Linked DNA regions of Sus scrofa: region 1 is linked to region 2. The links are chromatin contacts, called in public Hi-C maps. All regions are on one chromosome and are shown on one strand. Each heading gives the region's core, a stretch centred on a gene start, on an enhancer-like site or on the middle of the called end of the contact. The rest is flanking DNA. Distances are from core to core; before and after follow the strand shown.

Region 1 (4,189 bases), core at 1,497-3,996, 66 kb before region 2:
CCTGCTTGGTAAGTCCCAGCCCGTGGTCAGCATTTGAACATCTGGGCCTGGGACTCCTATTTTCAGAGAGGATCTAGTCTGGGGTTGATCAAATGGTCCTTGCCTTGGTCCTACTTTTCACAAAGCCTCTGAAGCTTCCCTCTACGTGCTCCACGCCCTCAGACTAGCTGGTCTCCGACCCTGGCTTTCTGCTTTACTGACTCAGAAAATCTACTTGATGTGATAAGGCTCAATTCTCATCTGAAACTATACCCCAGCCCCGAGAACAGTCCTGGCCTGTGACTAGTAGCCCCTGGAGTCCTTGGCCTTGAAAGTAAAGGTGGAGAGAGGGACTGCAGGTCTCCTGATGGAGTCCCAGGGGCTGCACACTTGGCCCAGTGGCCTCCCTCCTCAGGACGGATGTCAGCTCTCCTCCGTCTCATTTCTTCAATTCTTGCTCCAGCCACAGAAGCCCCAAAGAACAAGAATCAAAGTACATGGAGTTCCCATCGTGGTGCAGTGGAAATGAATCTGACTAGGAACCATGAGGTTTCGGGTTCGATCCCTGGCCTTGCTCAATGGGTTAAGGATCCGGTGTTGCCATGACACCTGATTCACTTGGGAACCTCCATATGACGCAGGTGTAGCCCTAAAAAGCAAAAAAAAAAAAAAAAGAATCAAAGTGCATTCTGGGGTCACAGTTGTCACCAGCCTCAAACCACCCCCCCAACCCCAGCATCCTTACCTGCCCACCCAGCACACACACCTGTGCCCCTGAGACATGCAGCATCCTGTGGCCGTGGTGGTTTTCAGTATGTTGGCAGTGCTCTCCTCCACCAGACCGGACAGGAGCACTGTCATCAGGGGCAAACACAGACATGTGAAACCCGAATGTCAGGCAGAGCCACGGAGGGTGAGTCTGCTTCCGGGTGTTTGATAGGATACCCATGAGGCTGCGTAGAAATGTTTCACTTGAGTGGCAACTTCTTTCAGGTCTGGATCTGGCCATCAAAATGCCTTCTCCGAGAACACTGAAGACTCACCTGCCTGTTCAGATGGTCCCACCTTCCTTCTGGAAAGAAAACGTGAAGGTCAGGACAGCCAGCTCTTGAAACCCAGTTTTGACCCATAGAGTCAAAAATGTCAGAAGTTCCCATTGTAGCTCAGCAGTAATGAGCCCAACTAGTAGACCTACACGTTCTGGCTGGAGCAGAGTGCAAGACTGCTTTTGAGTCTCTGCTCTGGTTTCCATGGTGTTCATGGCTGCCTCTTGCCACCTTCTATCTCCAAACAAGGTGCCACAGAATCAAATAGGTTTTTCCCTGTGTCAAAATGCTACCCCACCTCCGATTTGCTTCCCTGAGGTCGCCATGACTTTGAAGCCGTCTTGATTTATTTTCACAGACCGATAACTTAATGTTGCTATTCCAGAACCAGTATTATTTCCAGATGCCGCCGGAGATTCAAAGTCAGAAAACACATTAACACTTGGTTTGTCATCAGATTGACAGCTTCTTTTTGGGAAGCTAGGCCTTCGAAAAATGTAAACATCTCCATGGCAGCGCCTCCCTTTATCTGCTGAGAGTTGTAGGTTATTTGAGTAGGAAGTGAGCTTGGTCTGCACTTTTCCTTCTGTGATGGAGTGGAAATGTAAATAGTGTTGATGTCAGGTTCTTATTCATGCAGTCGGAAAATGAACTCCACGAACACACAGGCAGCAAGCAAGCAAAGTCTTTGTTAAAGGAAAACAAACAGCTCCCAGGGTTGCTGGGAGGAGAAAAGAAGAGCACCCCCCGACACACACCTCTGTTGTCCTATAGGGATTTTTATGCCTTAAAGATGGGGGGGTACAAGTGTGGGGTCCAGAGAGATATGGTTTTCTCCCATTGGCCTTACTCAGTTACCCATATTGGTCCTTGTCCCATAGGGCTTTTGGGATTGGAAATGTAAGTTTTATGATTTCTTTGTCCTTCTCTTTCCTTAGACTGAGTCACCCTTCCTCTCATTCCTTTTCTATCCATTGAGGAGTGGGTTAGGGATTAAGGTCCGTGTGGGGGAAGGTGCATTTCCTATAGTAAACAGCCTGTGGGGCATTACTTTCTGGAGCCCTTAAACCACAAATGTTAATCAATAGCCATATCAAGGAATGCCCCGAAACCCATGCTCCTACACCGACTACCTGAGTTAGTATTCTGCCTCAGTGTCCCCCTGGAATTCCTGCTGTGGCACATCGGAAAGGAGTCTGACTAGGAACAATGAGTTTGCGGCTTCAATCCCTGGCCTCACTCAGTGGGTTAAGGATCTAGCGTTGCTGTGGCTGTGGTGTACGCCAGCAGCTGTATCTCTGATTTAGCCCCTAGCCTGGGAACATCCATTTGCGATGGGTGCGGCCCTAAAAAGCAATAAATAAATAAATAAATAAATAGTGTCCCCAAAGATATCCCATCCCAGTCACCAAACCCCTGTAACGCCCCTTAAAAGTGGACTTTGTGGGTGTAATGAAGGCTCTCAAGCTGGGAAGTTATCCTGGGTTGTCTGGGAGGCCCTAAACTCAGGATCCTTGAGAGAGGGGGGAGGTGAGAAGGTCAGAGGATGAAAGAGGCATCACATCTGACACAGAGGTTGGCGAGCCAGGAGTCTGGAGCCAGGGATTACGGGTGCCTCCAGGTTCCAGGTAGCTTCTCCCTGAGACCCACTAGAGGGAAGCAGCCCTGCGACCGGCTGGAATCCAGCCCAGGGAAACCTGGCTTCTGGACCATAAGAGAGTAAATCTCTTGGGCTCTACAGTTGTGGTCATTTGTTACAGCGGCAATAGAAACTCAGTCAGGTGGATCTCAGGCCCAGGACATGTACATGCATGACTTTCACTCACACTGGCCATCTGACTCCAAACCTGGGTCATTTGAACAGGCGCCCCGTCCAGCCCCGGCTTCCCTGTTTTGGTGACTCAGGGTTTGATTTGCAAAAACAAAAACAAACAAAAAGCTATAAGCCACAGCAGCATTGAGAACTGTGTTTACTTAACAACAAGGCCTTGCTGTTGGGTCAGACTGTTGGTTCATGATCATGTTCATGATCACAGGAGAGGAGACCGGCAGGGGGATGGGCCAGGGAGCAGAGTCCAGGCAGGTCTGGGCTCCTGGGAGGGGCCGTGGGGGAAACACAGCTGGGGCTGCAGGACCCGCGATAATTCTCTTAGAGGAAAGCACCACGACCGACCGGGTGATGGGTCTGGACTGGTGCTCGGCTCTGCGGAGTAATGAGACAGGGGGAGCATTCTTGAAAAAGCATCCACGTGTGTCCACCCCCCCCAACCCTCCCTGGAGACCAGAGGGCAGGGGCTGGGGGTAGGGGAAGGCCCAGAAGCCTGATAGTGCCTCTGCTTTTCCCAGGAGGCAGGTCACCAGCAGGTCCAGGTGGACCTAGCCCTGCCCTCAGGGCCCTGCAACCTTGTCGGAGACAAGATCCACCTGTGAGGCTGCAGTTGCAGTGCACAGACCGAGCAAAGGTCCCCTCCTACCTGAGCCTAAAGTCCTGTGCAACCTCCTCCCACACCCTGAAAAGTCCACCTGGCCTCCTGGACCTCCAGGAACGTCAGAATTAGGGGGACGGTGGCACTGGTCACACACAAACCAGGACACTTTGGAGGGGTGTCTCAGTGACTATGCTGAGACCGCAGATGTCACTGGACTCTGCTGGGCAAACCGGAAGAGGGGTCCCGGAAAACACCTGCCAGGACTGGGATGACCTTCTGAGGGTCTTCCAACAGCACGGGGCTCTGCCCTGAGCAGTAACCTCTTCTGTCCTGTTTCCCTTGTGTCTCCATCCCCTGCCTGGCTGATGGCAGATCATCTACATGGCCAGAAATGCCAAGGACTCCCTGGTCTCCTACTACCACTTCTCCAGGATGAACAAGATGTTCCCGGACCCCGGACCCTGGGAGGAATACATCGAGGCGTTCAAGGCTGGGAAGGGTGAGCTGAAGACCTGTTTAGCCCCCTACTCGCACAGAAAGCAGGGCCCGGCTGAGCTGTGGGTGTGGAGGCTCTGGGAGGACACAAGTGACACACTCTGACTAGGTCCCTGATGAGGTGTAGCTCAGACACCAGACAGCTGGGGGCAGAGGGTCAGGTGCCCAGCGGGTGAGGGCACAGAGTTCTGGGGAGACAGCTGGTCCCTGAGACCCACGGGTCGGCCTCGGCGCTTAGAC
Region 2 (4,471 bases), core at 1,569-4,068:
AAGCTTAGCTCACTTGCCAATGGTTGTCTCTTAAAATAGTTTGCTAAATCAAAATATATTTTAGACCTCTTCCTTATGTAAAAACACACAAACAAGGACCTGTTGAAGAAAAATAATCTGCATGCTGACTGCTCATAAGAAAAGCAGGTTAAAAGGCCCAGTTCGTTTTGTCTTGCTTTGCTTTGCTTTGCTTTTTAGGTCCGCACCCACGGCATGTAGAAGTTCCCAGGCTAGGGGGTCCAACTGGAGCTACAGCTGCTGGCATACACCACAGCCACAGCAACGCCAGATCCAAGTCCAGTCTGTGAACTACACCACAGCTCACGGCAATGCCAGATCTTCCACTGAGCGAGGCCAGGGATCAAACCCACAACCTCAAGGTTCCTAGTCGAATTAATTTCCGCTGCGCCACAACAGGAACTCCCCGGTTGTCATTTTTTCAGCTGGATCACATCTGAAGTCTGAACTCACTCCTGGTCTGTAGCTGGGACACCCAGAGAGGGCAGCGGGTCTCCTCTCCACGCAGAAAAAACAGGAGGGTCAGGGAAGAACCAGGGGAGGAGAGGGCGTTCACTGTACCTCAAGTCTGCAAAACACCTCACACTCCCCAATTTTTACTTTATTCCTGTGAGGCTAAAAGGGCTCTGAAGGGATTAAATAACTAGAAAATGTACACAGCTAGAAAATGTACACAGCTCTTAAGAGACAGTTTCGAGCCAACCCCAGATATGTAGAATTCCAAAGCAAGCCTTGCTAGATGTTGGCTTAGCACCAGATTATTTTTATAATAACGAAGTACAATACTTTAATTTTCCTGAATGTTCAAGAACATCTGAGTAAAAATATTAAAGGAGACTAGGAGCATCTGTGTAGTTAGGATGATTTTCAAGTTATTTGAAACCTTCAGCTTTCCCAGGTACCATTCAAAGCCCAGCCAGTTCTCTCTGGGGCATTTTATCCCTGTCTGCCAGCCCTCCATCCCCAGGTTGGGGTGCTGTGACAGTCTGGGTGGAAAGGGAGTTAAGTGAGAAGCAGGTCTCCTGACAACAGGATCGGCGTGGAGGGAGAGCTGTCCCAAAGTCACCAGCTGGTGTCTGATCAATTCAGTTCAATTCTGACATGACAGGGTTGGCACAGACCCCACAGGTCAAGAACAGAGCCTTTCAAAAGACTCCCCCCTTCAGATGCAGCCACAAGTCCTGGGGATGATTTGTGCTTCTGACCAACAGCTCTAAGTGTGTGTGTGACCCTGAGGGTCAATAGTGACGCCCAGAACTCACTGAAAACACCACACCTACAATTACAGTTTCATCATAAGAATATAGATCAGGGCAGCCAAATGGAAGAGGTGAGGGGGACAAGGTCTTGGAGGAGAGGGGACAAGGCTTCTGTGCCCTGTCCCCATAGATCCTGCGCAGAGCAGCTTCTGGGCACATCACCATGTTCACCAGCCAAGAAGAGGCCCTGAGCCTTGGTGCCAAGGGGGTTCCTTAGCACTGACTACACGGCTGAGCCCAGTCCCCAACCCTCCCCTCTCTGGAGGCAGGGGTGGGACTGAAAGGGCCTCTGACCCTGTGAGGATGAAAGGACCAGCCCCCTGATCCTGAGCTGGTGAAAGGACCAACCTCCTGACCCTGTGAGGATGAAAGGACCAGCCCCCAACTGTGACCTGGATAAAAGGGTCATATGCTTTATCTTGCTGGAATTGCAGCCCCTCCTTGGAAACTAAGGGCCCAGCAGGTGTCACCTCGTTAGGGTAAACTCAGGTGTGGGCTAAAGGGACTCACTATGAACAGCCAAAGACCCCCCAATTTCTCAGGAACTTCAAGGGTTTTTAAAACTCAGCTTAGGAAAAAAAAAAAAAAAGGAGTTCCCATCGTGGTGCAGTGGTTAACGAATCCAACTAGGAACCATGAGGTTGCGGGTTCGGTCCCTGCCCTTGCTCAGTGGGTTAATGATCCAGTGTTGCCGTGAGCTAGGTTGCAGACGCGGCTCGGATCCCTCATTGCTGTGGCTCTGGCGTAGGCCAGTGGCTACAGCTCCGATTCGACCCCTAGCCTAGGAACCTCCATATGCCGTGGGAGTGGCCCAAAGAAATAGCAAAAAGACAAAAAAAAAAAAACACAAAAAACAAAAAACCTCAGCTTCGGGAACCAGAGACAAAGCCCAGCAACATTCTTGATTATATCAGACGGAGAAACAGGAACTGGGTGGGTCAGTCTTGTTTCCAAGGCAGTCAGCAGAGAAGGGTTGTGACTGAAACAAGAGAGAAAAAAAACTCCAAGAGCCAGGAATGGTTCCGAGGGAAGGAGCAAGCAGGATAAATAAATCCCAGGGCTTTAAAAAAAAATTTTTTTTTTAATTTTTAGGGACACTCCTGAGGCATATGGATATTCTCAGGCTAGGGGTGCGTTCAGAGCTGAAGCTGCCGACCACAGCCACAGCCACAGCCACTCCAGATCTGAGCCACATCTAAGACCTACACCACAGCCCAGGGCAACACCAGATCCTTAACCCACTGAGCAAGGTCAGGGATCGGACCCACATCCTCATGGACACAAGTCGTGTTCCTAACCCACTGAGCCATAGCAAGAACTCTCACCAAGGCTTTCAGCAAAACAAGGGGCTTCCAGGGGACTCTGGCGTGAGGCTGGGAGGTGAGGTCCAAAAAGGACAAGCTTTTGCATCCACTTCGCTTCAAACGTGACCCACGTTTCATTAGCTGGAAGACTCCACTTGATATTTATGAGGAAGAGCCCACAACAGGAAGGGAAACTTCCCTAATAGAGCCTTGTTTATTTCACTCTTAACAATAACAACGCTGACCTTTGTGCCGGGAGTTTCTATCTAGGCCCCTCATTGCCAGCAGCCACAGCAATCTCCCTGCAGCCTGTCAGGGAAATCATTCTGCAATGACGTGACCTGCAATTCCACAGGCAGGCTCCCTGCAATTTCTCAATTAGCTTAAAATCCTCAGAAGAAACAATTAACGGAGAGCTGTGGATTGTTTTGTGCACACAGAGGTGAACCACAAATGAGGTGGCACAGAAGAGCAGGGCTGACTGTGCACGGGCCGCTAGATGGCAGCCAGGAGCAGCTGCATCATAGCCCACCGGGAACAGGCTAGGAAAGCACTGTGTGCAAAGCCCCGAGGAGAGTTGCTGGCTCCCTAGAACGGCCGCTCTGCCCTCTACGGCCGGTCCAAGGCAGGGCCAGTGCTCTGAGTTCTGCCCTGTCTCCAGGCCAGCAACAACACAGCTTTGTGCCACCTGAGAGCAATACTTTACCGGGGCAGACATCTAGGATCTGACCCTGATGGCCTTGAGCAAGATGGAGGGTCTGGAACACGACGAAGGTGAGCGCTTGGCTGTGGACTACGTGGAGGGGATTCTGCAGCCCACGCCCACCTGTGACACCTGGGTGCAGATCTGGAACTTCCAAGCCCGGCCTGACGATCTGCTTATCGCTACCTATCCGAAAGCAGGTAGGCACGGGAATGGGGGTGACCAAGAGGACAGTTAGGAAGGCTGTGGGGGGAAGATGCATCAATAACAAAAAAAAAAAAAAAAAAAAAAGGAACTGACCTGGGTCCGAGTGGAAAGCAGTTTACTGGGCAGAGTGACAGAGCCAAGACAAATCACGAATGGAAACTGAAACCACACTAAAAATATTAAAACGACCTATCCCTCTTAAGAATTTAATTCTTCCTCTGATGCATGTGGGTTTTTTTGTTTGGTTGGTTGGTTTTTAGTTGTTGTTTTTTAAGTTCCCTTGAAGGCAGTGAGTCAAACAGCTGAAAATAAACTGGCCAGATTGTTGATTTACTTGTTCCCAGCGAAGGGCCCTTATAGCAGATCTTGTAAAGAGCTGCTGTGTGTGAGCTGGACAGGCGGGGGGGAGCTGATGTGGGGAGAGGGTGGGCGGCTTGGGATCTGCATTGCTCAGCTCCCAGGCTTCCCAGCTCGGGGTCCCAGAACATATGGAGATTCCCAGGCTAGGGGTCGAATAGGAGCTACAGCTGCTGGCCTATGCCAGAGCCACACGGGATCCGAGCCGTGTCTGCAACCTACACCACAGCTCACGGCAATGCCAGATCCTTGACCCACTGATTGAGGCCAGGGATCAAACCCACATCCTCATGGATACTAGTTCGTCGCATTTCTACTGCGTCACAACGGAAACTCCCCAGAACTACTCTTAATTTCCACCCTCCCTGGTGGTATGTTGTGAACCTGCTTTCTTATTCCAATAATCAGCTTAATGAAGTTAGTGCAGAAACAAGACAAACTGAGCCCAGCCACAGCGTCGTAAACACTGGGGCCTGAGCTGGGAGAGGTGGTTCTGCAGCTATTTGCATGTACCTACATACAGAGAAAAAATGCGGTATTCAACTCACCCCCCACCCCCTGCCCCTGCTCCAGTGCATACACTTCAATAAAGACTCTGCACACAGAGGGGCTCTCCACTCACC

Evidence for each region. A called contact is a pair of places that touch in the nucleus more often than the background predicts.
Region 1: a Hi-C map of liver shows a contact between it and region 2, with 2.7 times the contacts expected there. The contact joins the enhancer-like site here to the promoter of LOC100623441 in region 2. A contact is called at or near these places in 2 of 5 promoter capture datasets (fetal liver and liver) and 9 of 47 Hi-C or Micro-C datasets (alveolar macrophages, fetal liver, heart right ventricle and 4 more).

What each region holds. Positions count from the first base shown.
Region 1 is chr3:47,842,143-47,846,331 of Sscrofa11.1, reverse strand. LOC100623656 (sulfotransferase 1C1) reads left to right here. Exons shown (of 8, transcript XM_003354702.4): 4 at 973-1,070; 5 at 3,827-3,953. Among named protein-coding and RNA genes, the nearest start is that of GCC2, 85 kb to the right of the region's middle. Within about 2 kb of position 2,746, at least 5 of the 83 cell types and tissues checked have an H3K27ac peak or open chromatin away from gene starts, as enhancers often do. A contact at or near this core is called in fetal liver and liver, where this site is marked.
Region 2 is chr3:47,775,525-47,779,995 of Sscrofa11.1, reverse strand. It overlaps LOC100623441 (sulfotransferase 1C4), which reads left to right and starts at 2,818. Exons shown (of 8, transcript XM_013995888.1): 1 at 2,818-3,484. The coding sequence starts at 3,316.